Regions from separate parts of the Sus scrofa genome. Here region 1 is linked to region 2. A link is a contact called in public Hi-C data. All regions are on one chromosome and are shown on one strand. Each heading gives the region's core, a stretch centred on a gene start, on an enhancer-like site or on the middle of the called end of the contact. The rest is flanking DNA. Distances are from core to core; before and after follow the strand shown.

Region 1 (7,353 bases), core at 3,967-6,466, 68 kb before region 2:
AAATTCAAAGCCATGTCAAGTCTCTATTACAGCAGAGAACGTAAGGACGAGCTTTCACTTGAGTGCAGCAACATCTTCCAAAGAGCATAAGAAGCTTAGCACTGAGGGGGCCAGAAGAAGTAAGTGTTGGCAAAAATTGCTCCATGGCTAATGAAGGTAAAACTGGAAATAATATCCACAGTCTTTTGCTGGATTAATTATCAACAGATTAAGTGCAGAATTTATAGCCTCCTAGGACATAAGCCCCACTGTGTCCTATACCCATTCACAACAATCTAATACAACAGTCTGACACACATTAATTTCACTAGTGGAAAACTGCTCTGTTACTCGAAATTTTCTCATGCGTGAGTGTATTTCCCACAGTTCCATTGTTCTTTAACTAACGGGGGAAAAAAAACCTTAATAAACTTATAAAGAAACTATAACAATTCTACAGTTCAATATAAATTTAGAAATGAAACTCCACCTCGATATGGACAAATCTACAAAGTTATTATTTATGTGTTAACATGCCAAAGACACTGTTACCTTTAAGACACGTATCAACAGCTTGCCATGTTTCCTAAAACGGTGTCATCAAGAATCCTCTTCTTAATAAAACTTCCCTCTCCCAGACAAAAAAGTTTTAGAAATGGCAGTGTTGCAGATCTGATGTTAAACTTTAGGTAAAGACGAACTAAGGCGCCTACAGGTGGAAGAGCGCAGCTCTGAGCGCTGCCGGGAGAGCCCAGCCACGCCGTACTTACTCCAGAACTTCGTAGTTAGACTTCTTCTCCAGGGCGTTGCCCCGCATCTCCCAGTATGAGCGCCTGGAATCAGAGAAGATATAAACTTACACACGTACGGGAACGTCCGCGCTACTAAATGGCTAAAAACTGTGTGTGTGCGTGGGCACACATGTGGGGGTGGGGGGATATCTAACGACACTGCAGCTCAGCCACAAACATGCCAATCGACTGCGAAGGAAGAGCCAGTTTCTTTGGCGGCGTTATTCCGACAGCCTACGGCAGGTTAGGTCAGCGCAGACCATGTCTCCGCTGAACCACCTCATCTTCCCTTCGGATGAGAAGCAAGTCTGGCTCTTTGCAAAATGAGAAAGGAGACGCCAGCTGTAAACGGGACGAGCGGCCTTGGCTGCGTGTACTCAGTCTCCTCCTGAGAGACAGCAGCGCACACAGCAGGGGAGCGCCAGGGACGCCCGGGAAGGCTCGCCCGTTCCTGAGCAAACTGCATGGCACCTGCAGCAGAACCACCACAGGGCCAGTCCAGGTAACAGGTGCCAGGTCTGGAGAGAAAGGCTGCCTCCTCACCGAGAGTGCACACTCAGAATGCTACCGTGGGGTCCAAGCTACATGTCCACACAGTCTCAGACCTTCCTGGGGCCAAGTCCTTTCTCTAGAAACCTGCCACGGTGGCGGGGTGCCCTCTGCAGGGACAGTTATCCCGCAAAACGACAAAGCCTGGCTTGAGCCGCTTTGGAACACAGAAATTACCAACCATCTGGGGTAATTTCACAGGAGGATGGACAGTCAACAAGATCTTTCTCAACCTGTAATAATATTAATACTGGCTTGACTTTTTAAATGTGTCTGACTTTTCTCTGGAAAATACTAGATTCTGAAGGAGCAAAATTTTAAAGGGGCAAAAAGATCATTTAATTTGTTCTCCTGTTTTCTATTCATGTGGGAGAGACAAGTGGAGAGATGACTGTTTTGTGGCGCTTTTCCTCAGAGTGAAAAATCAGTGACGTCAAACACGGGAGGAGCAGGGATCAGCATAACGTGTGGGTGGAGGGGCACGGAGGGGCACGGAGGGCATCACGTGGGAGCTGGCGCTTCGGACTCCTCTTCCAGGTCCTGTATCACAGCCCTGCTTGCAGTACGAAGAGAGTCTCCGAGGACTCCCACCGTGAGGCAGAGCTAACCCTCTGACTGCAGAGGCTCGGGTGTGGATTCAATTCCTGGCCCAGAACAGTGGGTTACGGAGCCAGGGTTGCAAATGCAGTGTAGGTTATAGCTGCGGCTCGGATTCAATCCCTGGCCCTAAAACTTCCATATATGCCATGGGTGCAGCCACAACATTAAAAAAAAAAAAAAGAAGAAGAAGAAGAGTTGGGTTCCCGTTGTGGCTCAGTGTTAAGAACCCGACACTGTCCGTGAGGATGCAGATTCAATTCCCAGCCTCGCTCAGTGGGTTAAGAATCCGGCGTTGCCATGAGTTGTGGTGCAGGTCGAAGACGTGGCTCTGATTTGACCCCTAGCCTGGGAACTTCTATATGCCACAGGTGTGGCTATAAAAAGGAAAAGAAAATGAAAAAAAAAAAGTGTCTGGAGTTCCCGTCGTGGCGCAGTGGTTAACGAATCCGACTAGGAACCACGAGGTTGCAGGTTCGATCCCTGGCCTTGCTCAGTGGGTTAAGGATCCGGCGTTGCCGTGAGCTGTGGTGTAGGTGGCAGACACGGCTCAGATCCTGCGTTGCTGTGGCTCTGGCGTAGGCTGGCGGCTACAGCTCTGATTCGACCCCTAGCCTGGGAACCTCCATATCCCGAGGGTGCGGCCCTAGAAAAGACAAAACAAAAACAAAAACAAAGCCAGACTGCAAACCTTTAAAAAAAAAAAGGGCCTGCGTACGTGTCCCCTGTGAACGCTGTGAAGGGCATGGACGGGGACTCCCAGTGAGAGATGGCTTTCGTTACTGGGCTATGTGGGTAAGGCTGAAACCATTTTAATGAAGAGTTGAGAGTTACACTTAACGATGATTCGCTCTTTGCAGGAACTGTCACTTAATAGCCTTAGGTACTATGAAAAACAGTGATCTCGGGGGAAAATTATTTCTAAACGTTTTGAGTACACACGATCACATTTTAGCTAATTTAACCAACTCATTTAAACTAGCAGCCCAGGAGAAATTTTAAGTAAAATTATACCTGACAAAAGTAAAATATTCTTCTATTCAATGTTTAAAATGGGTAGCATAGAAGATGACATATGATAAGTGGTAAAAAAAAAAAAAAGTTATCAGAAATAAGAAATCCATTCTCAGGGAGTTCCTGTCGTGGCTCAGCAGTAACAAACTCGACTAGTATCCACGAGGATGTGGGTTCGATCCCTGGCCTTCTTCAGTGGGTTAAGGATCTAGCGTGAGCTGTGGTGTAGGTTGCAGACTCGTCTTGGATCCCATGTTGCTGTGGCTGTGTCACAGGCTGAAAGCCGCAGCTCCAATTTGACCCCTAGCCTGGGAACTTCCATGTGCCACAGGTGTGGCCCTTAAAAGACCAAAAAAAAAAAAAAAAAAAGAAAGAAATAGAAATCCATTGTCAGTTTTCACCCTCTGCTCTAAAGCTGTACAGTGCAACATGGCAGTCACTGGGCAGGTGTGGCTATTTATGCTCAAATTCAAACCACTGAGCTCCCTGAAGTAGTCAGTGTCCACCTCAGCCAGTGGCCTAAACACCGTCACAGGAGCTCCGTCTCAGACCTGCCTACATGCTAATGCTTTTATAAATCATTCCATTCTAACTCTAATGAAATACCATTTTACAAGATCTAAAATTAGCAATGTCAACTTAATTCAGATTAAGTCTCAAAATTTAATCAAGTTTCAGTCAGTATTTGATTGATGAGAAAAAAAACAGACAAACCTAGAAAAGGTAATGGAAAAAGCGAATGCATAAAGACCTCAGCATCTAGGTATCTCCCCCTTACCGTATCTCCAGACAACCCAGCTTCAAAGCAATGTCCTGGTCCACTTGGTCAGCGATCTCTAACATATAATCACTCTTCACCTACAACACAAAGGAACGGGGAGAACAGCGGCGTTTTAGGAGAACATGTTTTAGCCTCATTCAACAAATGCCTACCGAGTGCTGTTTACACACTTACACGCTGTGTCAATCACTACGCTAAGGCTGCAGAGAAAAATGAGTAACACTGGAGAGCACAGAATGAAACAGTCTTCTGGAGTTCCCGTCGGGGCTCAGTGGTTAAGGAACCTGACTAGCATTCATGAGGACGCAGGTTCGGTCCCTGGCTTCGGTCAGAGGGTTAAGGATCCAGTGTTGCCATGAGCGGTGGTGTAGGTCACAGACATGGCTCGGATCCAGCACTGCTGTGGCTGTGGTGTAGGCCAGTGGCTACAGCTCCGAGTGGACCCCCAGCCTGGGAACCTCCATATGCCACGGGTGAGGCCCTCAAAGAGAAAAGACCAAAATAAATAAATAAATAAATAAAACAGCCTTCCTCTAAGAAGAATTCATCTAAGAGCACTCGAGCACCATCTGAGGCACAATAATGTCAAGCTGCCTTCTACCCATCGCGTGTCGTCAAAGAGAAAAGATGACGGGAAGTCTTCATTTCCACACAAATGCGCAGTGGACATACTTTCTGAACTCAAACTACAGTCCTGGCAGCATTTTCCAGAGCTCAATTAATGCAAGGGTATTTCAAAATCCATTTAGTCCTTCAACTGAATTGCTTCCCCCTAACCTCTGACTCTAAGTGATTAATTGGCAAAGTGAAAGCTGCTTGAAGTCTTCCGTCAAGAGAAGGATCTAACAGAATCCTACAAACGCCTTCCAGGCAATGGTCAGGCTCCACTGAAGCAGCCAAGGGACGGGTGTCAGGAACTGAGCGCTCTTATCAGAGCTGAAACGCGCAGAGCCTCACGGATTAGCACTAGGAGGTCAACCTCTGCCACGGACTTTGAAGACAGGGACCTCATTCGGAACCTCAGTTAGGGAAACGCTAGTTCTTCCCCCAAGAAGGAGCTCCGTTCTTCTCACTGGCAGACCTGGATGACAAACACTGTACTCCATCATTACGTCATGAGTTTGACCAACACAAAACTCGGAAAGTGCCTTGTCTCCCAGGAATATTTCACGATACCGACCATTTTGCCTCCTGATCCTCAACCCTCATCACTGCTCTCTAGCCCTTCACAGAAAAAGCGTGTTGACCTCTGCCCTTGGAAAAAACCCCAAAGATCCTGTTCTTCAGCTACTGCTACCGCGCCTGACGGTCACTTGCTCAAAAGACTTCTACTGCCCGGTTAATGACTCTGTCCACCTCATGGGGACGTTTTATCACTACAACCTTCCCTTTCAAAGACCCCCAACTCCCCTCATCTCTTTATTTTAACTGCCTGGCAAAATGAACAGACACCGAAACCAACCACCCACCCCCTTCTCCACGCTCACTGCTGAGCAACTGGAGATGTGACATAGGCTTTGCTTTAAATTCACGATGACAAATCTCAAACGGTCACCTGAAACTGCTTGGAAACGCAGCAATGCCTGCCTGGGAAGCTTGCCAGCACAATGACTCGCACTTTCTCCAGTCAACCTGTTACATCTCCTCCTTGGAGAGCACAGAGAGTCTTCAGATGGGAACGCCCAGAACCTGTAAGCCGACAAGCACGAGAACTCACTGCGCTCACGACAGGAGCGGGGACCACTAGTTCTGGCCTCAACGCCACTTCCTCCGAAACCTTTGCTCTGCCTTCTGCAGCAGCAGCTACACCAAGGTGGTCACTAAAGACTGACTGAAGAGCGAGCAAATGAACGAATGAGAAAAGTCCAACTGGGGTTTGGATGACTCTGTGTGCAAATGTTATTTTCCACACAACACTTACAAGTATTAGTAATTTCTATTTCTTACATACAGTAGGCATATAAGACTGATTCAACAGAACTGAATTCTTCAGCCCACTAAATTAAGCAAAAAGCTTTGGTTCCGAAATCATTTTGTCTACAATTCGACTGGCTCTTTCTTCTATATAGCAAAAAATAAATCTAAATTTAAAAACTTTCTGCATCATAAGTAGGTTTATTACTGAACCCAAAAATGAAGAGATAAAGTCTGTATTTATACGAGTTAGAGAAGTACTACAGCTGTTCTGACTGAAACATTCAATGGATCTTAGTTTGGTATAGACTTCAATGCAACCACAGCAGAATATCAATTACATGTTGAAGAAAATTCATCATTACAAACTTATCTTAGGATTAATTACTATAATTTTTAAATACTATTCAAAGGTAGGAAAATGTAATCACGTGTTTTACTTACTCATCAAAACAATTCAAATTCATATTGGTTGCAAATATGAAAAAAAGGGAAAACAAAATTTGACAACCCTTCTGGAAGAAGCCATCTGCCCTCACCCAGCCCTGCGGCAGCTGCCCTCTGCGAGGCTGGAAAACCGCCCCCTGGAGGCCCCGCGCTCCTCCCGGTCACCCGGGCTCCCGAGCTGGTGTTCCCTGAACCCACTGCACTTGTCACATCCTGATGCTGTGCTCATGCAACTTTCTTTACGACTTGGGGTTTCTAACACCCGTGTTCATTCTTTTTTTTAATAAAACATTTCTTGACTTTCATCTCTTAACTCCCAGCAGAAGTCACTACTTTCACTTGCGAGATAAATGCAATTTATTGAATATTAAAGTGTGTGTATGTATAGATATCTAGTTGCTTAAATATATTCAGCGCCACGCCAGATGTATAATAACTCTCATGTAATCTTCAAATCATCACCGTGAGTCGGACACTACTATAAACCCCAATTTATAACCTTAGGAAAAAATCTCAGAGAATGAAGACAGCAGAGGAACGGGCTATTGCCTCTGAGGCTAAGTATGATGCTGTTTCAGACACATTACCTACGGTCTGTGTTGTAACTCTTCAAGACAGGCTTTAGCCCTGTTTACCTAAGGTCGCGCAGCAAGAGTTAAAGCTAAAACCTGATCCACGGACCCGCCAGCTCCGACTGTGGGTGTATCTACACCTGCTAGTGAACTCTTAGAAAGGGTAGACACTCTCTACAAGAAGGAAGGTTCATGACAAGTGAGGGCCACATCCCAAAGCCTGGGATCCCCAGGACCTAACAGCCTGGCTTCACGGGCATTTCCTAGTTTGCCACTCTACTGCGCGCTGTGCTCTCTGTTTAGACCATGGATTCCTACCGTTTCTTAACTCCAAGTCCAGCAAGTTTGCAAGTCTTTTCAGAAAAGACCTCTGAAGGTTGTTTTCTGTTTATTTACATTAGTTTCCATGTTGATTTCAATTTCCTACTTAAAAAATAGGAGGTATCTGGAGTTCCCTAGTGGCACAGAGGGTTAAGGATCTGGCACTGTCCCTGCTGTGGTGTGGGTTCAATCCCTGCCCCGGGAACTTTAACATGCTGCGGGAGCAGCCAAAAAATAAATAAATAAATAAAAGATATTAAAAAAAAAAAAAGAAAAAATGGACTTCCTTCTGTAGGCAAGCATTACATTTATACTCATGAGTTTTTCATCTTATTCTCCAAGAGAATTAAAGCACAGCTTTTAATAAAAGCCACTCACATCTCTAATA
Region 2 (7,291 bases), core at 1,243-3,742:
GCTATAGTCCGAGGGTGTGCTGGGGCAGGGGGACCCCTGGTGGTGAGTGTGAGTCTCTACTACAAACTACACCCTCTTCAACAGCTGCATTTTAACCCATCCCTCCGTGCCTGAAAAGGAGACTGCTTCTACAGTGTGACTCTACAATCCGTAAGCAAGAAATACTAGAAGCCCCCAGTACAGAGGGGTCATTCCTTACCCCAGTCACATTCTGAGTAGGAGACACAAATAAGGTGGCTTCTCTTCTTCCCAAGCACAGCCACGTAGTGGTGGGTTTTCTTTGTCAATTTCCCTCCTCTATGATTTTGGTCTTGTCACACTGGTACCAAGAGACATTATTCTTAGCAAGAAACTTAATGGAGTCACTTCCAATTCTACTTAAATTTTTTTTATCATTAAAAAACATTATTAAGAGTTCCCACTGTGGCACAGTGGGTTAAGAATCTGCTGCAGTGGCTTGGGTCGCCACAGAGGGGCAGGTTCAAGCCCCAGCCCAGCAGCAACAGGTTAATGGATCTGGCATTGCTGCAGCTAAGATGTCACAGCTGTGGCTCAGATTCAGTCCCTGGCCCAGGAAGCTCCATATGCCACAGGTGCAGCCATAAAAAATAAATAAATAAAAATAAACGTCATTAAAACCAACCTCACATCTATTAGCACGATTACTTTTTTTAAAAAAAAATATGAAAATAACGAGTGTTGGCAAAGATGAGGAGAAGTGGAGCTCTCGAGCCGCACTGGCGGGCACGTCAAACGGTGCGACTGCTACGGAAGACTCTGGACACACCTCAAAACATCCCATCATCTGATCTAACAATCCCACTCTGGGAATTCCACATCCAAAAGAACTGGAAGCAGGGTCTCGAAGAAATGTGTATGCCTATGTTCACAGCAGCTCTTCCCAGCAGTCAAGAGGTGTTCAGTGACGGCTGAGTGGATAACTAAAGTGAGGTGACCACATTACAGTGGAGTATCACTCAGCCATTGAGAGGAAGGAAATCCTGTGATTCACCCAAGCGCAACAAGCACAAATACAGGATGACTCCGCTATTTGCAGTATCTAAAACAGTCACCCTCGTAGGAGCAGAATGCAGAACGGCAGCTGACGGGAGCTGGGGAGAAGGGAGAGGGTGCAGGGTTTCCGGGCTGCAAGGTAAATCCTGGAGATCTGTATTTCCCGACAATGTGGATGTACTTAACACCACTGAACTAGACTAGGTGTCTAGAGCCAAAGACAGTAAATTTTGCTATGTGTTTTTTGTTTACCCTCAACAAAAAACATTTTTAAAATGTTAAAATAACTTTAAGAGTGAATCTCACTTCCATTTCATAACACATCTGCACGCATGATACAACAGTGGCTACTTCCACAGACTAGGGGGAAAAGGGGAAAGGTCCAGAGAGAGAGAGCACGAGGCAGGAGAGAGAGACAACCGGTTCTTGACTAGGCTGTATACTGCCCCAGCACGCGTGATACTGGCCAACACGGTACCAGGGCCTCCACATGGCTTAAAAAATTAATCCCCTAATAAACTTGGCGATAATCACTGGCAGCACCATTTTCCAGACAAAGGAAACCGGCTCACAGAGGTAAAGAATCTGGGATAAGATCGGCCTGTAAAAGTCAAAGCCACACGTGACTCTAAAGCCCAAATCGCTTCATCGTTTCCACTCCGTTAAAACTGAAAGCCGGATGTCGTCCATTCAGTGTACTTCCAATATCCCTTGAATCCCAACTCTGCCACACACTCGATATGCAACTGGGGCGGCTCTTTTTAACCTCTCTCTGACTTGGTTTTCTCATCAATTAAACTAAGTTCAGAACGGAGGCTACCTCTCACAGTTGTTAGAACTAAATACCGTAACATACAGAGCTGTGGGAGCACTCCATCACGAGTGCATCACTTTGCATCTTCTGTGCTGGTGCAGAGACTCACCCCCAGTAAATAAATCTCTCATTTAAAAAAAAGGGGGGGGGAGTTCCTGTTGTGGCACAGCAGAAAACGAATCGGACCAGTATCCATGAGGATGCAGGTTTGATCCCTGGCCTCACTCAGTGGGTTAGGGATCTGGTGTTGCCGTGAGCTGTGGTGTAGGTCACAGACATGGCTCAGATCCCGCGTTGCTGTGGCTGTGGTGTAGGCCAGCAGCTTTAGCTCCGATTTGAACCCTAACCTGGGAACTTCCATATGCCTTCCATATTTCTTAGCAAATAAGCAAAAGATTAGCAAATTACAGCCAAAGTAAGTGGAAGTCAAGACAGAACACGAACAGCACTGGGGCAAAAGGAAAAATGGGTAATAATGATCCTGTCCTCACAGGGCGGCAAGCTCCTCAATCCATAAATGTCTGACTGTGAAGGGGGCAAGCCCTAAAAACATGTGAGCAAAATCCATGCTTGATGACGGATATTTGCTCCTCCTAGGACACAGCAGAAATCCTTCTATTTCGGTCCAAAGATCTAGAGTAACAGCAGCAATGACTCACACGACAAGCCACACAGTCAGGGCGTGACAGCTACAGGAGGAGAGACTGTACATACTAACTTATTAAAAGGTTCCTCCTTCCCCCCTTTTTGAGATTTCTGAATCCAAGAGAGAAGCAACAGCTGGCAGTAGAACAGCATTTCCTCCAGAAAACAAGAGAAGTGCATAAAACACAACAATTGAAGAGCTGCTACGGCAGCGCGAACAAGAGGGGCTATAACTTCAGAGGGTGAAGAACCACAAGGCTGAGCCGATCTCCTTCAGCGGCTTTTTCGGTGTTTATTTGCCCATCCTGCGAACAAGGAGGAGGCTGAGAATCCGGGCTCCGCATGCATAGGAAACTGCGGCCAGAGGACGGAAAAACAGGAACGGTTTTGGCAGGCTGCAAACATGAGAGCCGAGGCCGTGGATTTCCTCCCGAACATTACTCAGCAATAACCGGAGTGGGACCAACACAGACCGCAACACGGATGAAGCTAAGCCAAGGAAGCCCCACCTAAAGACCAGCTACCGCACGACGCTTTCTGCACGGAGGTCCAGGACAGGCGAATCTGTAGGAAGCCACAAAGACTGGTGGCTGCCTAGGACTGGGGCCACGGAGGAATGGAGAGGGACGACTGATGGTACAAGGTTTGGGGTGGGAGGAATTGGGAATTTATCTTTAATTTCTCATCATTTTAAACCAGATCAGATCAAAGAATTATGATATTTATTACTGGAATTAATTTCAGTTATTTGGAGTTCCCATTGTGGCTCAGCAGCAGTGAACCCAACTAGTATCCATAAGGACATGGGTTTGTTTCTTTTGTTTTGGGGGGGCTGTTTTGTTTTGTTTTGTTTAGGGCTGCTCCCGTGGCATATGGAGGTTCCCAGGCTAGGGGTCAAATCGGAGCTATAGCTGCCAGCCTACACCACAGCCACAGCAACTCGGGATCCCAGCCGCCTCTGTGACCTACACCACAGCTCGCCGCAACACTGGATCCTTAACCCACTGAGCACTGAGCGAGGCCAGGAATGGCTCATGGTTCCTAGTCAGATTTGTTTCCACTGCGCCACGACGGGAACTCCAATGAAGACAAGGGTTTGATCCCTGGCTACCCTAGCCTGGGAACCTCCATCTGCTGCAGGTGCAGCCCTAAAAATAAATAAGTAAATAAAAAATGGATAAATAAAAAAATAAAAGAATTTGGAGTTCCTGTCATGGCACAGCAGAAATGAGGTTGCAGGTTCGATCCCTGGCCTTGCTCAGTGGGTTAAGGATCCGCATTGCCATGAACTGCCGTGTAGGTCGCAGACATGGCTCGGATCTGGCGTTGCTGCGGCTGTGGCGCAGGCCGGCAGCTGTAGCTCCCACTGGACCCCTTGCCTGGGAATCTCCATGTGTCACAGGTGCACAAGGATAGGGATATATGCAAGCAGGATGTACCCACAAATATTTAACAACTATGTCTTTGGGAGAGAGGAAGAAAAGCCTCCATCTGTGGGGTTTGCTGATTCTTGTGGTAGAACTACTGGCAGGAAACGAGGTCGAGAGGAGAGCTGTCTACAGATAAAAATCAGAGTGGTGCGATGCACTCAGCAGACCCGAGGCCACAATGCGTAACGGGACAGACTGGGGAGGAAGCGCCCCCGGTATTACAGAGACCCCACCAAAGACAGAGGCAAAGGGATCTTCCCGCCTCCAGCTCTCACATTCCAGGGGACCTGTAGCCAACCTAAAAAAAAAGATCAATTCACTTCAAGGACGGCCTGAAGCTAATTTGCAAACCTGGGCTTTTGTACACCTCCACAAGTAAAGGAAAAGAAGCATCTCAAAACACAATATTCCCACAGTCCTTAGCCCTTTGGTACTGCATTTTAAAAACAGTCATAAGTGTGTGTGTATATGTGAAACAGGATATAAAATTTTCAACTTATGTCCCACGAAAATTATAAATCTAAAAAATTACTTTTACCTGCAGCTCTTTAATCTGATAAGATACAAGATATTCTAAAGAACTTTTCTTTAACTTCTTAAAAAGATAATCTTTTAGGGAAAAAAAACTGCTTTCAGTTAATTAAATAAAACCATTATATTGACTACTGCTCTTTTCTTTTCTCTCTCTCTTTTTTTTTTTTTTTGGTCTTTTTGCCTTTTCTGGGCCACTCCCTCGGCACATGGAGGTTCCCAGGCTAGGGGTCTAATCAGACCTGTAGCCACCAGCCTCCACCACAGTCACAGCAACACGGGATACGAGCTGCGTCTTCGACCTACACCACAGGTCACGGCAACGCCGGATCGTCAACCCACTGAGCAAGGGCAGGGATCGAACCCGCAACCTCATGGTTCCCAGTCGGATTCGTTAACCACTGCGCCACGACGGGAACTGACTACTGCTCTTTCGGGATATGACCTCTCCATGCACCTACAGATAATAAGGTTGTCCATTCGAAAACAGAAAACTTAAACACTGAAAACAGATGAAAAGGTAACTAACAGCAATAAGTGAAAACACCTTAAATCTGACCATAGGAAAAACAAAACAAGACCTAATTATAAAGTATAGCAACATGGACCTCCTATAATACAGGAGCTGATTTGCACATTTTTTAAAAATCCACTTGACTTCTATTCTGCAATGAAGAAGAAAGTCCAAGAAACTGCGAAAATACTTTAAAGTCCTTGAGTCTTCTTTTTATAATCATTATGGCACACTTCTATACTTATTTCTTGGAGAAACTGTCATTTATTTCAGCTATGGATTTAAGCATCTCCAAACCTGATTTTGCTGAAAATAAAGTTACAAAATGAATATGTACATATAAAGTGCATTTAAATTATGAGTGCCCTTTTAATGTTTTCTATAAATACATATAAAGTCTGGATATAATTAAAAGTGGCTTAAAGCATATTCCTTCATTGGCACCCTTGAATTACCACCTAAGAACAACCTCTGAGCACAGGAATTTCCTGATGTATATTTCCCAAGCTTTTTATAGAAATCAAATACTACATTTAAGTAAACAATAGAAATGTGAATTAACCCAACAAGAATAAAAGAGAACACAAAAATAACCGCATTTCCACCTGCAGGGTTTCATGTAAAATGTAACCGCATACCCCAGGTCCCAAAATATATGAAGTACATTCACAGCTGTTTCCGCACGACCTCAAAGGTACAACCCATACTCACTACAGTATGAGTTTTCCATACAGCAGTTGACTAAACATACTCACTGCAATCTCACTCCTGTCCTGTTCCTTCTCTGGAACACGCTTCTCTGCCGTCTCTTTTTGTCTGGCTTTCTCTGCGGTCTCTGTTCAACAGCTGCAGGGCTGTAGCCCCTCTGGCTTCTGGTGATCGGCCTCCTGGTGGGTGAGGCTGGTCCCAGGGCACGAAGGGCTTGTGCCGGCTTCCAGATGGAGGGCCATGTGCACGCACTGGAGGGCGGGGCTTGGCTGGGGGAGAGGGCCCTGTCAAGGGCTGTGTTTAGAGGCAGCAGGGTTTAGGCAGCCTGTCGGCAATGAGTGGGGCTGTGTTTCCACCCCGTCGGCTGTTCGGCCTGAGGTGGTCCAGCACTGGAGTCTGCAGGCTCTTGGGTGGGGCCAGGTCTCATTTCCAATTTGACAACCTCCAGGGAGCTCCTGCCTTGATTATCCCCAGGGCCTCTGTCTCTCATCTCCTGCCCCACCGCGAGGGACAGCCGCCCCTGCTCTCCCAGGAGACCCTCTAAGACGGCAGGTAGGTCTGACCCAGACGCCAGGCTGGTCCCTGTCCTGAGGAGCTCCGCACGCAGGCTCCACTGGCCTGCGGCGCCAGATGCTCTGGGGGCTCCTCCTCCGAGTGCGGGACCCCCAGGCTGGGACCCTGACCTGGGGTTCGGAATGCTCGCCCCCGAGGGGGACCCTCTGCGATACAGTTGTTTTCCAGTCTGTAGGTCGCCCACCCGGAGGACAGGAGTTTGATTATGTCGGTAAAGTGCCCCTCCTACCATCTCCTTGCAGCTCCTTCTCTGTCGTTAGGGTAGAGAATTCCTTTGGGGCAGTTTCCAGTCTTTTCTGTCAATGGTGGTTCAGCAGTTGGTTGTGACTTGGGTGTTTTCGTGACAGGAGGCAAGCCTGAGTCCCTCATTCCGCCTTCTTGGCCCCTCCTCGCCAATCTCCTTAATAATGTTCTCAAACTCAGCTGTCCCCACTGCACTCCGACGGCCACCTAAGACAAGATACGCTCTCCTCCTTGGGCACGTCCACCACAACCTACAGTGAGAGCCACCTTCTGTCTCCCTCACACGGAGTCGGACACCGCAGAAAGCAAGCATGTCACGAGGCGTGCTGGCTGCAGCTCAGCCGGACCCTGCACTCGCCGTCTGGGTGAATTCCCGACAGCAGCCACGATGCGTCCTAAATAAAAACGGCCTTCATGGTTCCTGGGCAAATGCCATGCAGACGCTGGCCATGCTTTTATCCGCCTCTTCCAGATAAAATCCATGTAGGAACGGACCCCATCTTCAAAGGCAGAACATTCTGCATAAAAAGCTACCCCTGCCCTTTCCCCTTTCAAGTCTTCTCGCCTGAGTAAAAGTAAGGAGAGGGGAAAAGGCGGGCTTTGGGAGCAACGGGAAAGGAGGATATATTTTCGGCAATCTTCCAGACGTATGCGCAATAGAAAACTACCTTCAGTGCCTAATAAACACAAGTCTATGCTGACATTTACATCTAAAGATTTAACTCTAAAGATGAAAAGTCAGACTCAAGAGAATGCATTTTTCCTAAGTAAAATATCTTTTATATATTCACTAATTCAAAAGTTTTATTCAAGAAATTT

The links. A called contact is a pair of places that touch in the nucleus more often than the background predicts.
Region 1: a contact with region 2 is called in a Hi-C map of skeletal muscle, with 3 times the contacts expected there. The contact joins two enhancer-like sites. A contact is called at or near these places in 1 of 5 promoter capture datasets (liver), 15 of 47 Hi-C or Micro-C datasets (embryonic fibroblasts, epiblast stem cells, fetal heart ventricle and 7 more) and 2 of 2 datasets of contacts at active chromatin or transcription factors (alveolar macrophages and skeletal muscle).

The regions. Positions count from the first base shown.
Region 1 is chr4:2,768,389-2,775,741 of Sscrofa11.1, reverse strand. PTK2 (focal adhesion kinase 1) reads right to left here. Exons shown (of 31, transcript XM_021088851.1): 6 at 3,709-3,788; 7 at 750-812. Among named protein-coding and RNA genes, the nearest start is that of MIR151, 77 kb to the left of the region's middle. Within about 2 kb of position 5,216, at least 4 of the 83 cell types and tissues checked have an H3K27ac peak or open chromatin away from gene starts, as enhancers often do. A contact at or near this core is called in skeletal muscle, where this site is marked.
Region 2 is chr4:2,697,907-2,705,197 of Sscrofa11.1, reverse strand. The region is part of intron 2 of PTK2 (focal adhesion kinase 1); the gene reads right to left. Among named protein-coding and RNA genes, the nearest start is that of PTK2, 45 kb to the right of the region's middle. Within about 2 kb of position 2,492, at least 28 of the 83 cell types and tissues checked have an H3K27ac peak or open chromatin away from gene starts, as enhancers often do. A contact at or near this core is called in skeletal muscle, where this site is marked.